Regions from separate parts of the Rattus norvegicus genome. Here region 1 is linked to region 2. Evidence: chromatin contacts called from public Hi-C data. All regions are on one chromosome and are shown on one strand. Each heading gives the region's core, a stretch centred on a gene start, on an enhancer-like site or on the middle of the called end of the contact. The rest is flanking DNA. Distances are from core to core; before and after follow the strand shown. Region 1 holds the start of Tp53inp1 (tumor protein p53 inducible nuclear protein 1). Region 2 holds the start of Plekhf2 (pleckstrin homology and FYVE domain containing 2).

Region 1 (7,548 bases), core at 2,809-5,308, 150 kb after region 2:
CCAGCTGACTGTCCCTGTTGGTACACAGATTGAAAATGATGGTGCAGACTTCACTTTGGGATTCTATAGTTGTACAGTATAGCTGACTGATTTATGTTGGAAGGGCTGTAGGGTCTTCCTTTGTGGCATGGGAGGAAAGAGTACTCTGTAGCAATCTCAGTGAGGCTGACAGGGTGACAGCCACCACCTAATTTTGTGAGCAGGAGGCAGGAGCATTACTTGTATCTGGACAATGGCATAAATGTGGCCCAGCCCTGTAAACCTTCAAACAAAACTTGAGGTTGAATTCCTTTTTGTTCTGGTAGATAAGGGAGTGTATTGAGTACCATGGAAAACAGACAAGGGTACTCTGACAGATGGGGAGAGAAAGTCGCCCACAGCAGGGGGTGGGGGGGGCAGCCGGGAACTGGGTACTATAGCAACACTTGGAGCATTAGCCTATGAATTACGGGATGTTGCATTCATGTTGTCTGGCCTGGCAAGGAATGGCCAGGTCTTTTGTCATCCAACAGAGAGAAGATTGTGTTGCTGGTGTGTGATTTGAGTTCAGCTGGTGCAGACGGCTCCATGCTGCGAAGGTGACCTTACTCCTGTGTCTTACTTCATGTAAGTTTGCAAACCAGAGTGTTTCAAGCTGGGAGGCAGAGACAATCCACCCTGGTGTCCTGGTGTGGGCAGTTGGTAGTGAAAGGTTTGGGGGTGGGTTTCTGTTGCTAGTAGGAATTTCAAAACAATTTTTAAAACGGAGGGTAACATTCCTTTTCTTATATCTGCTCCCCACACTTCCAGACAGTGTCAGTGATAAAATACTGCTTCCTCGTAGGGACAGACACATGAACTTTCCACAAACAACTATCAGCCCTGTTTCTTGGTACATCACAGGAATAGAACAAGTGCCGGGTGGTAAGCAAAAGTAAACGGTAAGCAAGCGATGGCTGAGATAGCAATGGCTTCCCTTTCCTTTTGTGGTTACTCTAGCACTGAGCTAACATACTTGGCCTGGTGAAAAAAATTAAAAAACCCTGTTAATCAGAAACAGGCATGTCTGTGATAGACAGGCCTGTTGCTGTTGGTGGTGGTAGGATTTCTGTTGTTGGCTTGGTTTGGTTGGTGTGTTGTTTGAGACGAGGTCTCTGGTAGGTCAGACAGACCTCAGCTTGGAAGATGACCTTGAACTTCTGGTCTTCCTGCCCCCACCTCACAAAGGCTAAAGATTACAGACATGTGCTCCTTACCACTCTCTTCTGGCTTTGTGGCTTTTCGTTCTGTACTTTGGTCATCTGTTGTTTTAGGTTCGGCCCTGAAAAACAAAAGCAAAACAGCAAACCTCCTGCATTCGTTGCCTTAAGGCACTTATTTGCTGGGTACAGTGGCACATGCCTGTGACCTCAGCCCTTGGGAGCCAGAGGCAGGAGGATCAGGAATTTAAGGACAGCTTGAACTACCCAGTGAGCTTTAAAAGAAAGGAAGGAAAAAAAGCAACCATTTATTTGCTCAGGACTCTGCCATGTTGGCAGGACTCGGTGGAGACAGCTTATCACATAGTGGGTCTGTCTGCTGGGGCTGAACTCCTTAACTTATCACATAGTGGGTCTGTCTGCTGAGGCTGAACTGCCTAGAGGGTCTTTTTCTCTCCTTCCTGTCTGGCTTGGATGGACTGTGCTCCAGGGCCTGGCACACAGCTCTTACCTTGTAGCCTCTTTACACAGCTGGCTTGAACTTCTTCCCAGCATGTCTGTCCTGTCTTCTGGTTGTCTTCTTCCAAACTACAGAGCAGAAACTGCCAGACTTTCTTAATGCTCAGAGTCCTAGAATATTATTACTAGTATAAGTCCTAGACTATTATTACTAGTATACTGTGTGGGTCAAAGCACTGATAGGGCTAGCCCAGACTCTAAGTGTGTATGTGTGGGGTACAGGATTATGTTTCATAATGGAGGCTTATGGAGGCTGTCTCTGGAAACATCATTTTTACCTCGGGTTTTCTGTCATAACAAGGTACTGCTTTCACACTTTGCCTTTAGGAATAACAAATTTATTAAGCTGCATGAGGTAAGTCTTTTTGATCAAAGCAACTAGACTTTTATAATTGTTAATAAATTTTACTTCTAAATGGGAAGATGACCTCTAGATGGATCCCCCCACCCCCACCCCCACCCCTAGGAGCACAATGGCCCTTAGATGGATTCTGAAAGAGAAACAAGAGATGGTGGGACTCCTAACATAGCAATAATATTTGACAGAAAATAACTTGATTTGCCAAAATCTAAAATCCAGACTGTACAGATAAACCCTTGAAGCATATACGGTCAAATGATCAATACATATTGACAATTCCCTGTCTCCTTCCAAGAGTTTTGGAGATCAAAGTCTATTTCTCCCCCTGGAAGGCTGGGTGTTTTTGTTTGGCTGGGTTTTTGTTCTTTGTTTTAAAGATTTATTTATTTATTATAAATAAGTACACTGTAGCTGTCTTCAGACACACCAGAAGAGGGCATCAGATCCCATTACAGATGGTTGTAGAGTCACCATGTGGTTGCTGGGAATTGAAGTCAGGACCTCTAGGAAGAACAATAGATGCTCTTAACCACTGAGCCATCTTTCCAGCCCAGAAGGCTGGGTGTTTTAAGTGTTTTTCCTGGCCTGGGATGGGTCCCCTTCTCCTAATTTGGGGTTGGTAAATTAAACAATGGGGGCTGATGGGCCCACAGCTTCAGGTGAACATGCCCAGGTCCAGCTTTGAACCTGGGCCAATCACCAGGAAGGGAAGGAAGCCCTGCTGACAGGAGAAAAAGCACACAAGGTCTTTGTCTCATGTCAATAGGATGAGGAAGAAGCCAGACATTTGCCTTCTAATCTATAACCTGTTTTTTTGTCTCCCCATCTGTGTAGCCTAGTTGTTCTCAACCTTCCTAATGCTGTAACCCTTTAATAACAGTTTTTCACGTTGTGGTGACCCCCAAATATGAAAAAATGTCTTTTTTACTGCTTCATAACTATAATTTGCTACTGTGAATTGTAAATATCTGTGTTTTCTGATGGTCTTAGGTGACACACAGGCTGAGAATTGATGGTCTATCCAAGACCTCGGAGTCTGTCTTGAGACTACTTGAGCTATACATCTCACCAAGGCCAGAAGATTACATCTCAGTCCCAGGGAACCCAGATTACTGCCAGGCACTAACATGACTCGTCACTCCTAGTTAATCCCCATATGTATTTACAGTAGAGCTTTGGCTTAGAAACCCTTTATAAGTGCAGTGTCTCATTTTCTCCTCACTATAAATAGCTGGTGAGTAGGTAGGTCTCATGAGAATGTTTACATTTTGTTAAAAAAGATCATAAGCTCTTTGGCTCCTATAACATCTTAGACGGATTCCCCTGGGAAGAAACAGAGCCAATTCTTCACTTTCCATAAGTTAAGGCCCTTTCAGCTTAGAGTGGTGGCCTCCTCTGCCTGAATTTTGTTTTCACAGGGCAGACTCTTGGAGGCAAGACCTGTGAGCTTTCAGTTTAAGTTCCTAAAGCTAGATTAGGCCCTGGCTTACTGTCTTACTAAGGGGTGGGGAATGAGTGGGACACAGGCATCCCATGTATTTGGGGCCCAGACTTCTTTTCAAGGAATGTCCAGCAGTGGGTTGCCTCCAGCATCATGACTATTGGCTTATTATCTCTACACTACTGGCCAGAGGAGCAACTGGTATCCTTAACCACCGCCTTGGCAACAGGGCGTTGAGTGCCTTGTACCCACACTCTGGGCTCCTCATTCAGCCGAAGCGGTTCCCGGGGTCGGGCTCTTCTCTTGGTCCTGCGGGCTCCCACCTCGGCCAGTCCGGGGCTCCTGTACTCTCCCCTCCTCCCGCTCGCCCCGAGTGTTCTCCGGCTCACGCTTTGTTGCCCGGGCTTGTTTCTGCCCCGGGCGCGCCGCCGGCCCAGTGCCAGGTCACGTGCGTTAGTGACAACCTCTCGCAGGGCGGCCCCGGGGGCCCCCGCACAGCGGATTGGTCGGCCTGGGACTGGCGCGGCTCGGGGCGGAGCCGGGAAGCCGATCAGCTGTTCCCAGAGCTGCACAACAACAAAAGGACCCGGACGGGCCGGCGGCCGCCAGGGCAGCGACCGCAGCGCAGGAGCCCGGCCCGCCGCAGCTACCTCAGCGCCCGCCGCGCCGCTCGGCTCACGTAAGTGCGGGCGACACGGGCGGGAGGGCGGCGGTTCGTTGCCTGCTCTCTGACTTTCCTACCCGGCCCTCTCCCTACCGTGACGTGCACGGCGACACCTAGAACCTGCGGGTGACGGGAAACCTGCTCCGTTACCCCGAGACCCGCCCCGACCCCTCCTGACCTCGCGCATCACCGAACCTGCACCTGTGGGAAGAGCACTTCCCGTGGCTTCCGTCCTCACCAGTTTGATCGCTGGCACTTAGGGTGTGCTAGACACTGCTGTGGGTTCTAAGTACTTATCTCAGACCGTCGCGACCGCCCTGTGAGGCCCCAACTTTGCTTATTTAAGCAGAGGAAACTTGGAGGCACAACGAAATTAATTTTAGGGCCACGCAGCTAATTAAAAGGAAGCAGTGTTTACTATCTGCAGCGGGATTTCACGTGCAATTCCTTCATTTTGCTTCTACTTTCACGGTATGTTTACTCCGTGTAAAAGTTCAGAGTAGATTAAGGGGGAATCCCTTTCCACCTGTAACTCCTAAAGACTAAGGCGTTCCTGGCTGAAAGAGCCCTTTCAGAATGCTGAGTAGTTTTGAGAGAGAGGAGTGACTCTTGGGTCTTTGGACAGACATCCTAACAAATGCCCCAAGATCTTGAAATCACATGCTTGGTGGTGATTGTAATACTTTTCATTGGCAGGTGTGAAAACACCAGGCAGCTTGCTCAGCCTCAGCCACTATAATTTTCAAAGTCCTTGCTGGGAAACTATGACCTACTAATTTTTGTAACCAGTTTCTCTAATTGTGGTGTTTTTTTTTTTTTTTTCATCTTGTCTTTTATTCTTTTCTGCTCCCTGGTGTATTTTTCTTGGGAATGACTGCTTTCAAAAGTTAGGGTTAACAAAACAGGGAATTACCAACCTAAATAACTGCTCTCTCTTCACTGTCTTCAGAACAGGATGTGGTAAGTCCATAGGGGAATAATCTCCTTGTAAATTAGCTTAATAGACAGAGGTGTAAGGAGCAACGATAACTTTCTTGGCTTGGTATTTTTGTAGTTGAAAATTGATTTTTAAATTACTTGAATCAAAGCCAAGGCTTGGTGGCTCAAGCCTGTAATTGCAGTACTGGAAAGGTGGCAGTGGGAGACTCAGGAGTTCAAGGCCAGCCCTTGTTTCTGACTAAAAGAACAAACCTTTGTATTAGCAACTGTGTTTTTCTGAACTGTAGGTTCTCTTCTTCCATTATGTAGGTTCCAGGGATCACACTCGGCCTTGCCACCAGACACAGTGACATGATGAGTTCTTTCTGGCCCACAAGTAATGGTTTAAAGGTTGCTTTTCAGTGATATGTTTAGCCAGCTAGTATTTCAAAACTGCATTCATCAAAGTTGTGGGTGCTTTTGTTGTTGTTTTTAATTTTAAAAATGTTTTTGGAGCCTCCTGCTGGCAGCCAAAACCACTGAGAAGTGCTAGTCTCTGAAGTTTTTAGAATCAGGCTGGAAGGAGCCTGAGGTCATGTGCAGGGAAAAGCAGGACACCAGACTGGAAGGATTCCTGCCCTACTGCTGCCCCAAGATACCAGCTCTCTTTGCTTTTTGGCAAGTTATTTTCATTTCATTCTGAGGCTCAGTTTCTTCATCACAGGACAGAGAAGTAAATATATCAACTGGCTATCACAAACCATAAGCATATTCATTCTCTCTCTCTCTCTCTCTCTCTCTCTCTCTCTCTCTCTCTCTCTCTCTCACACACACACACACACACACACACACACACACACACACACACCTGCCCTTTAAAGAAAAAAAATATAACTCCCACATGTGGTAGAAGGACCAAATTTCCAAGTTAAGTCCACACCATCTTTCCCTGGGTATGAATCTCAAACTGAGAAAAGTGCTGGCTGGTTAGTGGTGGCCCATGCTTTTAATCCCAGCACTAAAAAGGCAGGCAGATCTCTCAGTAGTTTGTGGGTAGTCTGGTCTTCAGAGTAAGTTCCAGGACAGCTAGAGCTACACAGAGAAACTGTCTCAAAACAAAAACAAAACAAAAAACTGAGAAAGGCATACCAAAAAGATCTTACAAATTACCTGCTCCACTGTAAATTCTAAAGGAGAATGCTTTACCCATAAGTAAACTCAGCTACTTTCTCTGTCCACAAAACATTTTTTAATTCATGTGATAAACAAGATAAAATGTTAAATTTTAAGTATGACTTTTTAAAAACCATGCCTATAAGGAAAAAAAAAAAAACCACACACACACAACAACAAAAAAGGGGGGGGGGCTGGAGAGATGGCTCAGCGGTTAAGAGCACTGGCTGCTCTTCCAGAGGTCCTGAGTTCAAATCCCAGCAACCACATGGTGGCTCACAGCCATCTGTAATGGGATCTGCTGCCCTCTTCTGGTGTCTGAAGTCAGCGACAATGTACCCACGTACATGAAAAAAAAAAAAAAAAAAAAAAAAAAAAAAAAAAAAAACCAAAGGAAAATAGGCCAGATGCTAACAATGATTGAATAAAGTGGTGGAAGAGAATTAATCCACCCTCATGTTCTCAACTTCTATGCTGTGGTTTTGTTCATCTTAGAGATTAAAAAAAAGATACCATTTATTTTTTGTAATGGAGGATTGAGATATTTTAAAGCAAGTAAGAAGTAATGGGTAATCTGACTTGATCAATACTTGGGCCCAGATAATTTGTTTCTATTTCCTACCTAGAGGCTTCCAAGGACCTAAGAACAACAGGCTGCTTCCTCCTGCTCCTCTTGCCTCATTGCTAAATTCCAAAGCTATTTTTGTCAGTCTGTCCTCTTGGGATTCATATTTTCTCTGAGCTTTCACTGTTTTCCTACTGCCCTAGAGTTGTATCAGTCAGTGACCATACAAGCCTGCTCCCCTCTTGGAGCTACCATCTCTAGGTGGGTGTCAAAAGGAATAGTAACTGTTATGAAGGGACTTTTCATATGGAAGGACAGGGTGTTAAAAGTTTAGGAAGAGTTTTTAAAGGTATTTAATTGTTACCCCCCACACACATGTACAGGAAGACCAGACAGATGAGGGAGCACGCAGGTCGGTACTTGCAGAGGCCAGAAGAGGGCGTGGTGTCCTTTGGAGCTAGAGTTACAGGCAGTTGTGAGCCACCTGTGGGTGATGGGCAGCAAAACTTTTGTAGGGAAGCAAACACTCTTAACAGCTTACCTATCTCTTCAGCTCCTAGGAATTTTTTTTTAAAAACACAACAGCAATGTTCTATGTGGATCCTTAAATTTTTAGTACCTGTGTTAACTGTCAAAAACATCATTACACTGATATATGAGTGATGTAAAATTATTGAGATATTTAATGTTTTCAGTACCGAATACTTTCCAATACATTCCAGTATATAC
Region 2 (7,343 bases), core at 801-3,300:
TGAAAAAAAGAAAAGAAAAGAGAAGAAAAGAAAAGAAAAGAAAAGAAAAGCCTAAGAAAGCTGACCAACACACCTACGAAAGCACTTTTACCTACTAAAGACTAAGAAGAGGGGCAGGGAGACGGCTCCGAGGGTTACGGCACTGAGGCGAGGCCAGGCCTGACAGCCTCAGTTCTATCCTCAGGGGCAGAAGGTGGAAAGAGAGAAGCAACTCCCACCTTAGCTCTTTGACCTCCGCAGTTGAACCATGTGACCACACAAATGTCCACGTTTGCACACACACAATAAAGAGATATAATTAAAAGTAGAGGGGTCAGAAAGGCGGCTCAGAAAATAATGATAGCAGCTGGCCCCCAGGTCTGACAACCATCCCCACACTCACATGGTGGAGAGAAGAAACTCAGGGAATTTGTCTTCTGACCTCTCCATGTGAGGTCTGGGGCCGAGCGCCTCCCCTTTCTCCATGCAGATGAGTGATTTTAAAAAATTAAAGCGTAAAATAAGGGAAGCCTCTATGGCCTGTTTACTGCTTTTGCATTGTTAAGAGCCTTTTCCGCCCATTTAACAAAATTTTAAAGCCGTCTTTATTTTTTTAAGGGTATTTATTTACTAGGCTACTTCATGCTGTACACCAGTTTCGTTTGGGGGGCGGAGGGACGTGATTATAAGGAGCTTTCCAAATAAGCATCTTAATACCATTCACCTCCCAATGCTATCACGACCCACGGTGATTAAAAATAGCCTTTGTTAATTCTAAATTAACCTGAGCCCTCCCGTCCCTTAAGCTACCAGGGTAAACAGATAAGGGCTCAAAACTCATGCACTTTTAAGGAACCAAAAGGAAAAAGAAGAAAAAAATTGAAATGTCAAGATCGATCACTGCACCCTATTCTGTTTGTTGTGGTTGGCTGGTTTGGAGGGCTTGTTTCTATCAGGCTCACGCAGTAGCCAAGGCTGGTCTAGAACTCGCAGCGATGTTTCCGCAATATGGGCACGAGCCAACACTAGGCTATTTCACTTTAGTCTTAAGACAACACGTGCCTTAACGTTTCAACTGAACCTTCAACTCTAATGTTTCTTTAACGAGTCTCTTAGGCAACGTACTAAAGCATAACAAAGAAGGCATTTACCAATTTAATGCACTTGGGAGTCTGAATTACGGCTTAGGTGTATGTAACCTGAATTCTATTCATTTCCACTGCACACTCACACAACGTGCTGCTTTAATACTCTAGGAGTATACAAGGCTACTCCAGTACTTAGGGAACCAGCTCTCGGCCTTTAATAACATTAAAAAAAAAAAAAAAACTCGTCAAAAGATCATAAAACTTAAAAAAAAAAAACTCCAAATAGCGTGTAAGCCACTGCTCCCTATCAGAGCCAACTTGTGTGGTGCCATTTTCGTATAAAGTCGTATAAAAAACACCGCTGGGACACAGCGTGCCCCTGACGCCCAGACCCTGCCAAGTTTTCAGACCGCACGATCTGGGGACCTGAGTCCTGGCGCCCCACAACTTCGAGGGACGACGCGAGGTCCAAGTCCCCAGTCGCCGTTCCCGGTCCCGGCCCTCGGGGCGGCGTCCCGCGGACCGCCGCGGCGGGACGGAGGCGGTTCCAGCCCGAGCGCCTGCCCGGAGGGGAGCCGCCCGAGCGCCCCGTTTCCCACAGACCCCAACATGGCGTCGGCCGCCGCCGCCCGGGCCAACACCTCCCCGCGCCACGGCTGGCCCGGGCCCGCGGGGACAGGCGCCCGCAAAGTTTCGCTTCTCCCTCCCCAGCCCGCCGCCGCCCGGTGCGTCCCGACCTCCATGGTACCTACCCGCCCGGGTGCGGGCGGCGGCGCCAAGGGTGCGACTCCTCCTCCTCCTCGTCGCCGACTCGGGGCGCGGACTCTGCCTGCTCCTCGGCCCCAGCCTCGCAGGGTGCGTGGGGCCCCGCGAGGCCGGCGCGATTCGGACGCGGCGGGTGCACCGCTCGCAGGTGACTTCACCGCCCCTCCAGTCGAACCCGACAACGGCCGTCCGGGCTGGCTTCCCTCCTGCGCGCGCACTGGCGCGCCCCCGCCCAAGCGCCAAACACGGGCACGAGCACACCGGCCCTGCCCTTTCTTCCCGGTTCCCTCGCCCCGCCCATCGCCTTGCCCTGCCCCTCCATCCCCACGCGACCGCACGAGGGGCGGGGTCTTCAGCGGAGGCCACACCCACTGGGGGGCCTCCCCGGGGCCGGGTTGGGGAACGCGCTCTTCTGCACAGAGGTGACGCGCACAGAAACCGGCTGAGGCAATCCTGGGTCGCCAGACCTGACTTTCCTGACTCGGGCTAGCCTTCGGAAAGGGCTCTTAAGCAGTCCGCGAAGTTCTCTGGAAGAATGGGCGGAAGCTGCCTCCACGCCTCCCTAAGGAACAGGAAAGGCTTTGCATCTCGCCACCCAAACGCGTCTGCCAGCCCCGCCCGGCTCGGCCTTGCGCGGAGCACCTGCTGTCGCTTCTCCCGAGCCAGGGGTCTGCGCCCACCGCACTCTTGTCCCGCAGGCTTCTCTATAACCTCATGCCTAAGAGCTCTGCTCTTCTCAAAACTTCCCTGGCGCCTGGGCCTCGGCCAACTGCTTCGCGTACCTAGGACTCCGTGCTAAGATAACCGCTGGGTTAGATGAGCGTTTACTAGGCGCTGCGGAGAGCTAGCACAGGTATCTAGGCGAGTGGGGTGGCCAAAGCACACCATTTAAACAGGGGAGGGGTAGAAATTGAGTTAGAGTAAACTTTATTATTTCAGGGATTTTTTTTTTAACCTCTTGTTGAGCAGTTCTAAACCTGTGGATCACAGGGGTTCGCCTAAGGCCGTCGGAGAACAGATATTTACATTGTGATTCATAACAGCAAAATTATAGTTATGAAGTAGTAACACAAATAATTTTATGGTGGGGATCACCACAATACGAAGAGCTGTATTAAAGCATTAAGGTTGAGAGCCAGTTGTTGAATTAGTGGGTCCACCGACCTATTCTATCCACAAATGAAGGGGGGAGGTGATCCTGTTGGTTTTCCTCTTGCTCTTGTGCCTGGAATTCTTTAAGTTCTTCCCATCCTTCCCTATTTCGGTGTCTGTGTAACAAACATTGCCCTCCCTACCAAGACACTTATTTAGCTTTAAGTACAAAGATGCAACCAGACCGCCTACAACTCAAAGTCTCGGCTTTGCCACCAACTACGATACCCGTTTCCTTGGGGTAGTTACCCTTAGTTCTTTCGTGTGTAAAACTGGGATAATAAGAGTGCCTCAAGGAGTCATTAGATAATCAATATTTGTAACATGCCAAGCACAAGCTAAGTGCTATGTAAGAATGATGGAAAGTATTGAAACATGCATATTCTATGTGTACACCTATATGTCTACTACACTTTACCTCGTTATTAAATATTAAATAAGACATACCAAATAATGATGTAAATATATGGAGTATTACATTTTCTTCCTGCAGTCTGTGCATTCCTGTCTCTTCCTGGGGTGTGTGCGCCCCAGTTTGGAAGCCATTTATTTAGACTCATACTGGCAAAAGCCGCTACGCAGGTGTATTGATTAAAATTTAAATTTAAGATCTGGTTCCTGCCTGACGCTGATCACGTGACCACGAGACACTAGAGCTATAAAGCACTCCCACCATCTTGGAACGTTCTGTAACACAGCAAGCCAAAGTCACCTAAAGACAGTGGCCGTCCTGGTGCGGCCTGTCACTCCGGCAGCTGTTCAGACGGTAGGATCCGCCCCTCACCCTCATATCACAGCTGTAACATGAAGATTAAAGAAGATTAAAGAGACGGATGGGTGGAGGAAATAATAGTGTATGGAGTTTGGCAAAGGTCTAACACATAGAGAAGCTTTAAAAATAGCAGTGAATTTTGAGTCTTAATCAACTGAATTCTATAAGCCTGTAAGACCAAGTTGACTTGTTAATTGTCCTTCAATCAAAAGGGTTTTCTAGGGTGTCTGCTTTGGGGGTGAGAAGAGCTTGTGTGGTGGTTTGAATGTGCTTGGCCCAGGGAGTGGCACTACTAGGAGGTGTGGCCTTGTTGGAGGAAGTGCGTCACTGTGGGGGTGGGCTTTGAGACCCATCTCCTAGCCACTCAGAAGCCAGTCTTTTGTCTGCCGTTGTATCACGATCTAAAGCTTTCAGCTCCTCCTCCAGCCCCTTGTCATGGATGCTGCCGTGATGATAATGGACTGAGCCTCTGAACCTGTAAGCCAGCCCCAATTAAATGTTGTTCTGTATAAGAGTTGCCCTGGTCATGGTGTCTCTTCCCAGCAATGAAACCCTATCTAAGACAGTTCGGTTAACTGAAAACAGCCTTCAAAGGGAGATCACAAATTGCTAAACTTTTATGACTCCTTGGTTGTTTTGTTTTGTTTGTTTGTTTTTTATTCCTTTGCCCACAGCCTTTTTTCCCTCTCCCCTAGTCTTGACCATCACAGTGAAATGGCACTGCCACATCCACAAACTTGATAAGTCATTACCCTTTTTTCATCCCCTGAAATCCAAACTCCATTTCCAAAACATAGAAAGATCTGTGTTCAAAAAACTTCCTCTTTCACTGTGTGGTGGTGTTTGCTCATAAAGCACCTGGGAAAGAGGAGAATTGATAGCTCAAGGTCATCTTCAGCAGGACACATGGAGTTGGATGTCAGTTTGGGATACATGAGACCCTAACTCAGAAAACAGCAGCAATAAGGGCTGTGGAAATGGCTTAGTCAGTAAAGAGCTTGCTTGACAAGCATGAAGACTTGAGTTCAAACCCAAGCACCCACATAAAAAGTTGGGTATGGAGGCACACACCTGTGATCCCACTGTTGGGAAGGTAGAGACAAAAGGATCCCTGGGGCTCACTGGCCAGCCAACCTCTGCTACCTCTGGGGCCAAATGACAGACACTATGTTGGGTGGTCCCTGAGAAAGGATCTCTGAGATTGGCCTCTGTGTCCCAGCACTGCATAAAACTGGGTGAGCCGGTACATACCTGTAATCCCAGCACTGGAGAATAGAGGCAAGAGGGTCAGAGGTCCAAGGTCATCTACGCGAAGCTACATAGAACATTTGAAACCAGTCTGAAGTACATGAGAGTCTGTCTCAAATAATAATGCCACAAGACAATTAAAAACATTGGTGGCGGGGTTGGGGATTTAGCTCAGCGGTAGAGCACTTGCCTAGCAAGCGCAAGGCCCTGGGTTCGGTCCCCAGCTCCGAAAAAAAGAAAAAAACAAAAAACAAAAAACAAAAAACAAAAAAAAAAAAACATTGGTGACTGTCAGATATTAGTGGGGAGGGAGAGACGAGTGAAAAGGTGGACCCTGGAGGATTGCTGGGTGTTTGACAGTACTGTAACAATGGATACATGTTCTTTATATCCCCCAGAATGCTGAATATCAAAAGTGAACCTTCTGGGGCCATTAGAGTATTTGCCAGCATGCACGAGGTCCTGGGCTAGATCCTCCAGGCAGTACATGTTAATCTAACAGACATACAACCGTTTCTCAGGACAGTTATGGTTGGGGAGCTGGGGAGGGTGCTTATAGAAACTGTGTAAATTTCCCTCATAGTTGCTATGAACCAAAACCTGCCCTAAAAATGAATAAATAAGTAAAATCTATTCAAAAAGGAAGACAGCAATATATATTGAATGTGTCTCTTGGAGAAAATGGGCCTTAAGCTGAAACATGATCTGAGATGCTTTTTGGCAGGCATTTGAGTGCATCTTGTGGAGAATTTCTGTAAACTGTATCTCTTAGGCGACTGCTCTTTTTAGCATCTGTCAAAATCTCACCTTAGAATCTTTTAAATCATGTTTAAATTTGAAGAGATCCTTATTCCTATTTTTAAATTACATTTTCTTTTCCTTTTGAAACAAGCTGTCTTGTTTCATGTAACTAGGATGTTACTAACTAACCATGTAACTAAAGATGGCCTTGATGGAAACAAAATAACGTAGAAAGCACCTAAGGAAAACAACTAACATCAATTTCAAGCCTGCACACACACACACACACACACACACACACACACACACACACACACTCACACACTCCCTCACACATACATAGGCACAATAATTGTGGTCAAGTTTTATAATGGGGCATAAATTTTACTCAAATACTCTCAACACAAACAAAAAATATAACGTCTCCTTTTTCTGTTGCAAATTCCTACACTCCATACACACTACCTTCTTTAATTTTCCTTTATGTTGGGCATGGTAATGCACATCTTTGATCTCTGCCCTGGAGAGAGAGAGAGGCAAGAATATCTCTGTGAGTTTGAGGCCAACCTGATCTACATAGTGAGTTTCGGTCAGCCATGGCTACACCGTGAGACCTTATCTTCAAAACAGATAAACAAACAAACAAAAACAAAATTTCAGTTATTAGTAGTATGTGTGGCAGGCAATTAGTCAATAACGTTACTTCTCGTGACTACTTCAAAATACGTATACATCAATCAAAGAACAGTTTTTAAAACTTGGCTCCTGTCAGGCAGCGGTGGCGCATTCCTTTAATCCCAGCACTGGGGAGACAGGAGCAGGTGGATCTCTGAGTTCAAGGCCAGCCTGGTCTACAGAGTGATTTCCAGGACTGCCAAGACTACACAGAGAAAGCCTGTCTTGAGGGAGAGGGGATGACTTGGCTCCAGATTAAATAAAACTCAAGAGAATATTTAGATCTGAATGTTGCCGAGAGAATCTGTTTCAAAACACAGCATTTGGTAAGGCGCTGGTGTCAACCATGCGTTCCTTTGTAAAGAGAAATGTAAGTATGGTTTCATTTTGAAACTTCTTCCTAAGTAGTAACAAAATCTTCTGGAAGACAAAACCAAACAGGAAACTTCTGCCCTTCGAAGTCAAACACAGCTGGGTCCCTGTTGGTATTGTGTAACTCATCAGCCATACAAGCATGTGAAAGAGGAGGGGATAACTGTGCAAAGTCTCTGAATGTTTAAAATTTATAAGACTCTGACTCCTAAGATTATAATGATCAGGTGAATGGCAGGCCCAGCAGATCACAAGGCACCTGGCAGATCAAAGATGCTCAGTAAAATGGCAGTGGCAGTAATCGATATAAATAGGCCTGCCTTTGAAGTTATTAGCAGGATATACATTTTTTACCAACTCTTTGAAAAGCGTGTGAAATTGTCTGTTAAACCTTGACACATGTAATTCATAGATCCTTGACTCTTTTCTCTCTCTCTCTCTCCCCGCCCCTTCCTCCCTCCATCCTTTTTTCTCTTTCAGACAGGCTCCTGTGTATCTCAGAATGTCCTCGACCCAATCCTCCCTGTACCACCTGAATTCTGGGGTTATAA

What was found. A called contact is a pair of places that touch in the nucleus more often than the background predicts.
Region 1: a Hi-C map of liver shows a contact between it and region 2, with 2.0 times the contacts expected there. The contact joins the promoter of Tp53inp1 here to the promoter of Plekhf2 in region 2. A contact is called at or near these places in 3 of 12 Hi-C or Micro-C datasets (the A7r5 cell line, liver and psoas muscle).

The regions. Positions count from the first base shown.
Region 1 is chr5:29,047,209-29,054,756 of GRCr8, forward strand. It overlaps Tp53inp1 (tumor protein p53 inducible nuclear protein 1), which reads left to right and starts at 4,059. Exons shown (of 4, transcript NM_181084.4): 1 at 4,059-4,178.
Region 2 is chr5:28,901,673-28,909,015 of GRCr8, forward strand. It overlaps Plekhf2 (pleckstrin homology and FYVE domain containing 2), which reads right to left and starts at 2,051. Exons shown (of 2, transcript NM_001108655.1): 1 at 1,820-2,051. It overlaps LOC108350932 (a long non-coding RNA gene), which reads left to right and starts at 3,816. Exons shown (of 5, transcript XR_010066493.1): 1 at 3,816-4,233; 2 at 7,277-7,343.